2 separate regions of the Arabidopsis thaliana genome follow, and region 1 is linked to region 2. A link is a contact called in public ChIA-PET data. All regions are on one chromosome and are shown on one strand. Each heading gives the region's core, a stretch centred on a gene start, on an enhancer-like site or on the middle of the called end of the contact. The rest is flanking DNA. Distances are from core to core; before and after follow the strand shown. Region 1 holds the start of STP4 (sugar transporter 4). Region 2 holds the start of AT3G19800 (E3 ubiquitin-protein ligase, putative (DUF177)).

What was found. ChIA-PET counts read pairs in DNA pulled down with a chosen protein or histone mark.
Region 1: an H3K4me3 ChIA-PET map of shoot shows a contact between it and region 2, with 10 read pairs. The contact joins the promoter of STP4 here to the promoter of AT3G19800 in region 2. A contact is called at or near these places in 1 of 26 Hi-C or Micro-C datasets (rosette leaf) and 1 of 2 datasets of contacts at active chromatin or transcription factors (shoot).

Annotation. Positions count from the first base shown.
Region 1 is chr3:6,932,111-6,935,873 of TAIR10.1, forward strand. STP4 (sugar transporter 4) reads left to right here and starts at 2,458. Exons shown (of 4, transcript NM_112883.5): 1 at 2,458-3,070; 2 at 3,157-3,476; 3 at 3,558-3,763. The coding sequence starts at 2,938.
Region 2 is chr3:6,874,559-6,878,486 of TAIR10.1, forward strand. It overlaps AT3G19800 (E3 ubiquitin-protein ligase, putative (DUF177)), which reads left to right and starts at 1,485. Exons shown (of 7, transcript NM_112870.5): 1 at 1,485-1,708; 2 at 1,829-2,026; 3 at 2,129-2,218; 4 at 2,296-2,385; 5 at 2,470-2,550; 6 at 2,691-2,736; 7 at 2,843-3,084. The coding sequence starts at 1,595. The coding sequence ends at 2,913. AT3G19780 reads left to right here. Exons shown (of 7, transcript NM_001203007.2): 7 at 1-292. The coding sequence ends at 119. It overlaps AT3G19790, which reads right to left and starts at 1,353. Exons shown (of 3, transcript NM_112869.3): 1 at 1,282-1,353; 2 at 1,029-1,077; 3 at 190-895. The coding sequence starts at 882. The coding sequence ends at 379. AT3G19810 (BTB/POZ domain protein, putative (DUF177)) reads right to left here. Exons shown (of 3, transcript NM_112871.4): 2 at 3,701-3,928; 3 at 3,017-3,609. The coding sequence ends at 3,198.

The DNA.
Region 1 (3,763 bases), core at 1,208-3,707, 59 kb after region 2:
TCACATAGTGTGACATAGGTAAAAGAGGGAAAATAGCATTTGGTCGAAGTATGTCAACCAGTTGAGCTATATATCAGAATTTTGTAATATTCAATCGCTTATCAAAAATATACTGAGATTTAATTTACCTAAGGCAAATATGTTGCAATGTATATATATATGAATCTTTTGATTCAAAGTGGAATGTTATTTAATTTGAAGACCTTTGTATCGCTGGTTTCGGTTAATTTGTTGGTCAGCAGTTCAGTCTTTCAGTTTCCGCTAAAGATTACAAATTTTAGAGGCAAATTATTTGCGATATCGAGATGTGACTGGTTAGGAGAAACTTCGGAAGGTCACACGCTATCTAAACCACTATACCAGGTTGGAAGTCTCCAACTAAAGATGTTTGACAACTTTTTGTCATCGAAAAATGATCAGAAAGCGGTGTTTTTAACTATTCTCCGATAAATATTGGTAAGAATTTGATCTATTATGGTGAGTACATTATCCAGGTTTATATAGATATGGTAAATTATGTTTTGAGTTGGGTCTAGTTAGTGGCAAAGCATAGAGCAACCGATTGCATATAGTTTCCGGTGAATATGATATAACTAACACATGATGGTTATAATGAATAATTATGTCGAATACCATGCGGCGGATCATATGTTTTAGGCTGTATATGCCATACGTGATCTTGGATGACATGTCTTTTTTTCGAGATGATAACATTTATTAGTCGGTCGCTTAATTGATTTCGAGTTTTCTGTTGCCATTTTAAATACACATTTGCGTCAAAAAAAAAAACGAGTTTGCTGTCTCGAAAATAGCACCAATGCCCATTATTTCTTAATTGTATTTTTTCGGCTAAGGTTTCTAATTATTAATTTATTATCAAAACCTTACATATGGTAATGGTACACTGTACGAGTTTTTGGTTGTCTTGTGTTTTTCAATTTGTTCTTCCTCTTTATGTTTTGAGTTTTGTTGTCCTGTTTCATTTTATTCTTACTTTTGTTTTCTCTGAATTTTGTTTTCAGTGAACGTATAATTTAAAAATCTGCAATACAAACAAACAAATATCTAAAAGTCAAGTTGGCTTTACGCATGTGATCGACGAAACACCTAATTGTCTTGTTCTTTTTCATTCGTCTGAATAATTTCATGAAATTAACAAGACAAAGGTTCACATTTATAAAAAGGGAACGAGAGCAATCAAACTACAGAAGATCACTACATCAAAATAACGCATTTCTCAGATTCTCAGATTCAAACACATTCACCTAATTGTTTTGTTCTAGCTAGGCCTTTTAGCTATACAAATTTTGCATTAACATTACAATTTCCATCGGCATGTAAACAATTAGCACTAACTAATTAATTAGTACTGCAATATATCAAACATAAAAGATGGTTAATTAATTCAGTGTCAAGTTGCTGATCCTAATGAGAATGCAGTGCTGAGACAAGATCTGATGAGTCTAACAAAAATGTGACTAATTCAAATCACATTAATTACTGTATGTAGCAAACATAAGATTATATATATAATATATCACACCAATTTATATAGGGAATAAAACATATCCTTGTATGCAATGCATAACGTAGTTATTAATATAGCCTTACATGAATAACGTCGTTAAGATAACGATATGACACTATAATGACGAAACCTTATGGGAACATCATGAAAATAATGTAACGCGAGTTTTGACTTTCCAATGTAAACGAAAGGAGTAGAAAGCAACGGAAGACTACGAATGAAAGTATGGAGCTACGTATAGTTTACGAAATAATTAATTATACATATAGAAAAGTAGTGAGTCAACTTTTCTTTCCATCGTAATCAATAGCCCAACTGTTTACTATCATTGTTTGAAATATCCTCTGACACAGAAATGTTATCTTATAGTCAATTTGACGTACAATATGCTCTCTTAATAAAATCAAGAAATCTAGTTTTTATCAAAAACTAAATTTTGTCCCCATTCCATGGATAATGTTAAAACATTACATTCATTATAGATCCATGCATGTGAATGAAAAGGCTCACGGGTAAAAAGGTTATTAAGGTATCAATATGACCTCAAATTTTGGATAGATATTGAAGATTTCATACCACTTTTTTTAGTGTCAAAAGACGGAAAAGTAATAACTAAACTATACTACTTTTAAAAGTTTGAAAATTGAAAAACAGATTTTACACCTAATTTAAAATATCAGATCAAAGATCTTATCTACAAGACTAAAATTAAACTAGTAGCGGTCTTTGCTGTCCATTGACCGAGTTTTGCGGGTGGTTTACTCATTTAAGTACCACAGCATCAAATTAAAATAACTGTCACTTGTCGAAAGTGACTAGATAAAACCAAAAATAGCTTTAATTGAGTCAAAATTGTAGTTCTAGTGCAAAGTAAAGAGTTATCATCTTACAAAATGCGACTCATTAGTGTATTAATTAATTAATTTTCAGTCCAATAATCTGGTTAATTTGGTAAACTATCCAAAGAGTAATTAAATGATTCCTCGTCATAAATACTAATTTTCTACGTTTTAAGCAAAAAAGACAATAATTATTTGGTCTGAAAACTAAAAAAAGACACGAGATTAAGGGAAGAAGATAACGATCTAGAGGAATAGGCAAGTGGAAGAACCAGAACAACAGCTGTTCTTTTCTTCTAAACTTCAGAAGTCAGCCGACAGTTAATTTCTCCTTTTTTTGAGGTTTTGTCGAATCCTATAAATTTCAACTAAACTCTTCTTCATTTTCAATATCAAATCTTGTCTTCTTCTTCTTCTTCTTCTTCTTTTTCTTCTTCTTACATTTGATTTCTCTGTCTGAATTCGAGAACCAGATCTACTAATTACCTGAGAGAAAAAAGATCTGCTCTGTTTGTCTGAAACAGACAGAAGTCAACAAATCTTTCATTTGTTTTTTAGCAAATCAAAGAAATGGCCGGAGGGTTCGTCAGTCAAACGCCGGGTGTTCGGAACTACAATTACAAACTGACACCGAAAGTGTTTGTGACATGTTTCATCGGTGCTTTTGGTGGTCTCATCTTCGGATACGATCTCGGGATCTCAGGTTTTTTTCTTTTCTTCAAGTCTTGTTCTTCTTTGATCTGATCTAGGAATTTCCGGTGACTAATTAGGGTTTCTATATTCTTGTAGGAGGGGTAACCTCAATGGAGCCATTCTTGGAAGAGTTCTTCCCTTACGTCTACAAGAAGATGAAGAGCGCACATGAGAACGAGTACTGTCGATTTGATAGTCAGCTTCTCACTCTCTTCACTTCGTCTCTCTATGTGGCGGCTTTGGTGTCTTCTCTCTTTGCCTCCACCATTACTAGAGTTTTCGGAAGGAAATGGTCGATGTTTCTCGGTGGTTTCACCTTCTTCATCGGTTCTGCTTTCAACGGCTTTGCCCAAAACATCGCTATGCTTCTCATTGGTCGTATCCTACTTGGTTTCGGAGTCGGATTCGCCAATCAAGTAAGCTCTAAAAACTGTCTTTTTCCTTGATGAAGAAGTAACACTGGTGGCTTAGTTAACTGGTTTTGTTTTGTGTTTCAGTCTGTACCGGTTTATTTATCAGAAATGGCTCCTCCGAATCTAAGAGGAGCTTTCAACAACGGGTTTCAAGTAGCGATTATCTTTGGTATTGTGGTTGCAACGATCATCAATTACTTCACCGCACAGATGAAAGGAAACATCGGATGGAGAATCTCTCTCGGATTAGCTTGTGTCCCTGCAGTGATGATCATGATCGGAGCTCTGAT
Region 2 (3,928 bases), core at 235-2,734:
CAAGTGAGTACTGGTTTTTCTTGGGATACTCAAGCTGGAGTTATGAGCAGTTGTTTGATGAGATCGGTCTTGGAGTGTGGGATGTTGATAACAGTGACATTGACTTTGCTTGGCCTTAGAAGCTCTTGCGTTGCATCTCTTGCAATGTTTTTCTTTTACGTTTTGTTTTAGAAAGAAGAAGAAAAAGAGTAGAAGATAGTAAAACCCATCATGTGGGTAGAAGAAATGTTTAAACTGTAAGAATAACACTTGAAAATGTCTTCTAAACAAATACAACACAGAATTAGATATCTTCTTTTGAGATCATTCCTCTTGCAGATTACTTCAATAGGAAAACATTTTAATAAGCAAAAGCAAAGGTCAGAATCATAACAAAAGTCATTCATCTCTCTTTTTGCCAGTCTTGTTCTCTAAGTAGCAAATCTTATCCTCAGGATCAGAAAATGCCAAGAAGGCCTCTCTATGAGTAACATCAGCCTGAAAATGAGTCAACGATGCACGGTATAAAGGCGACCACATCCTAACACCAGGTAGATCATGGAGTGCCTTCATTGAATCAAACACAATACTAGTCTTGTTGGAATCTGAGGGTTGCTTATTGCTGGTTCGTAGAGCGCTAAGTGAAGGGATTCTAGCAGCAAGAATATCATCGAGTCCGTCTGTTAAATCATCATACATCTCATCATACCACTCATTAATCATTTCAGACATTAGAGAATCCACAAGGTTTTCTTCATCGCTTGATTCTTCCGATCCGCTCGCATCAGACATATCATCATCATGCTCTTCAGACTCTATAGAATCCAAACTGTTTTCCCCAACGCTTGATCCTTTCGATCCGCTTGCATGATCATTGTCAGCTTCCTCTTGAGAAATAACCATATTGAGTGAGAATCTACCAATTTAACAATTCAATGTTACAACAGCATACATATCTCTAACATAACATGGAAAATCAAAGGGGATTATTCAGAAAAAACAAAATCTGGGACTAGAATTCCATAATGAAAATCTCAAAAGCCGATTACCTGATTTTTTTCGGGAATGGTTGTCAATTCATCCTCTTGTTGTTGAAATCTGAAACGAGGAATTGGGAAGATGTTAAACTATTTGAGCAGAAACTGATTGTGTTGTATAGCAATCAACGCTAAAAGAGTAGATGAGTGACTAGAATGGAATCTAATGTTCGTTCGAATTACTAATAAGGACTCAAAATTCAAATCAAAACTCAGAGAAGCAAAATGTGGAAAAGGAGACGAAGAAGAAGATATATCAGATTACCTTTTCAGAGAAGCGATGGAGAGAAGCTTTTCTGGGTCCGAGGGTTTTAAGAATTGCGCAGGTCTCTTTTTGTGGGTTCCCAGATAAAGGTAAGGGTATTTTGGTCATAATCTCAGCTTACATACTTGTTTGACTTTTTTAGTATGACTTACGACTTTTGTTTCTTTTTTTGTAAATTTACTAATAATATAAGTATGAGAAGAAGACACGTGAAGCGCCAAAAGACTTGTGGGGAGTGTATACCGGATAAGGTTTGCATGGTCTCTAAGACCTCAGGTTCTTCCTCACAGTCCTTTCTAAAGAATCATCATCCATGGATGTACGTTGTTTGATCTCTCCAAATCTTTTGAACTCGAAGATTAAAGTTTCCGGCAATACTCATCACCTTCCCTTTTCTTCCCTCTCCAAGAAACACCAAGCTTCTTCCGTATGTTACTTCTTCTCTGCTTTCTCTACTTTTCTTTTTGCACTGCATGTGTTTTTTTTTGGTTCTGGGTTTGGATATGTAAAGAGTCCTCACGTTTTGGATCCAAACCCAATGTTTTAGCCGATACAGGCAGCCATTAATGGAGGAGGGAGCTCAAAAACAGTGAAGCGTCTGATCACTTTATCTCCTAGTGAAGGCAAATGGAATGGAAATTGGAAGACTCAGTACGATGTCTCTCTGCGTGATCTTCAACTCCAAGACCTTGTTGAAGATGGCCCTCCCAATTCCCGTGTCTCTGTCGACCTCTCTGTCCAAAGGGTAACTATCTTCTCCACCACTATGTTGTTGTGACAGTGATTGAATATTAGAAGCTGTCTTCTCTCTTACCTAATCAATCATTTAGTGTTGTTACTTGTCTAGCACGCGAGCATGGGCCTCTCAGTAGATGGAAGAATCATGACTTCTATCGCAAGAAAGTGCAGCATTTGCTCTTCTCTTTATCCTCGACTGGTAACTATTTCATTCTAAAGGGGTTTCTTCAAAAACCCTTTCGCAAGAAACTGTTTTGATGAAATATCTGTGACCAGATCGATACAAGTTTCACCGTCTGGATTTTGCCATCAAGCCGGGAAAATCGAGCTTCAACACTGCCAGAAATTGGCGGCGATGATCCTTCGGTGAGAGCCCTTAGAACATCATAAGCTCTCTATATATATTTTTGCATTTCAACAAGTGGAATGAATAAAAGTCTCTGTTGGCAGGTGATATATGTCAGACCTGGATATGAAGCTAACCTTGATTCCCTTGTGCAAGACACTATCCGCCTCACAACTTATGCTAAAGTAAGACTCTGTTTAAACTATTACCAAGTTTCATGGAATCCACAAGGCCAAAACCTTAGATCGATTATGCCCATCTCTTGGCTTTATAAATCTTGGTTGTGAAGTCTGATTGTTTCACTTATATTGTTGTTTGATTGTAGGATATATGCTCGGATTCCTGCGAAAAATCGGAACCAACACTGCACTGTAAGCAACATTCTGTTGGTTTTGTTTCTTTCCTATTTTCACATGACATGTTAGTAAAATATTCGAAAGGATTAAAGAGTTTTCGTTTTCTCAATTGCTTCTGCAGACGTTGGTCAGACAAATACAGCTTCTGTCGATAAGAGATGGTCAAGACTACTTGAACTTAAGAAGAAGTAGAAACCTTTTTATTCTTTGAATCTCTCTGTTCAATGTACTTCAAAGTCTTAAAAAGATTTTGATACTGTTCATATTCCAATATATACAAAATAAAAAACACATTTACAAGAATATGTAATGATTGATTCTAAATAAAAATCATATGAATGAGATAATGAAAACGTTATAGCTACTTAAGATTCACATTTGAACATTATTGTACCTGATTTTGAGTTTTATGACAGTAACACCAACAAGATGAAGATGTAAAAAGGAAAATACATACAATTATCGTTGAGTTGAGTTTAGTTCCTTAGTCCCTCTTTTTGTTGCATTTGCTCTCTAAGATTTCCGAGAGGTCCATATCCTTTATCCTTCTCTTCTCTGCCACAATCACATTTCCTCTTATTCAGATTCGCACCACACTTCAAGCACATTCCTTTACATGCAGAATCGCATATCGCAGTGATGGTGATTTCTAAATGCACCAAGTCTCTTATATGCTTTGAGATATCTATTTCTTTCACCTCAGGTGGAAAATGAAGCTTATCCTCCCAATCTATCCATGAATCATCATTATCATCATCATCTTCGCCTTCTTCTTTGTCATTACCGAATGTGAATCCTAGATCAATGACATCGGGTTCTTCAACTGGCTCTTCGGTTAGTAATAGCGAGAAGTTGGAGAAGATGCTCTCACCTGTTGACTCACCACATCTTCAAACACATAAGAGAAAACCCGTTAAATAACAAAGTTGATGCAATCACAATAAAGTAAAAAAGCTTCGATGAGTTCATAAGAAAGCACCTGTTGCAGCCGAGTGTGATAACAGTCCTGACAATTCCATCAAGTCTCAGCTTCTTCTTCTTCCTTATGACATCAACCGAAACTTGAACTGGTGTGCCATCTGGATAATCCTTGACATCTTTTGTCACTCTAAGTCCCATTGCAGAAGCTCTCTTCTTCGAGACATCTGTTGACAACCTTCCCAACCCAAGCCTCTCTAAGGTAGTGCAATATTCAACATGTGTAACT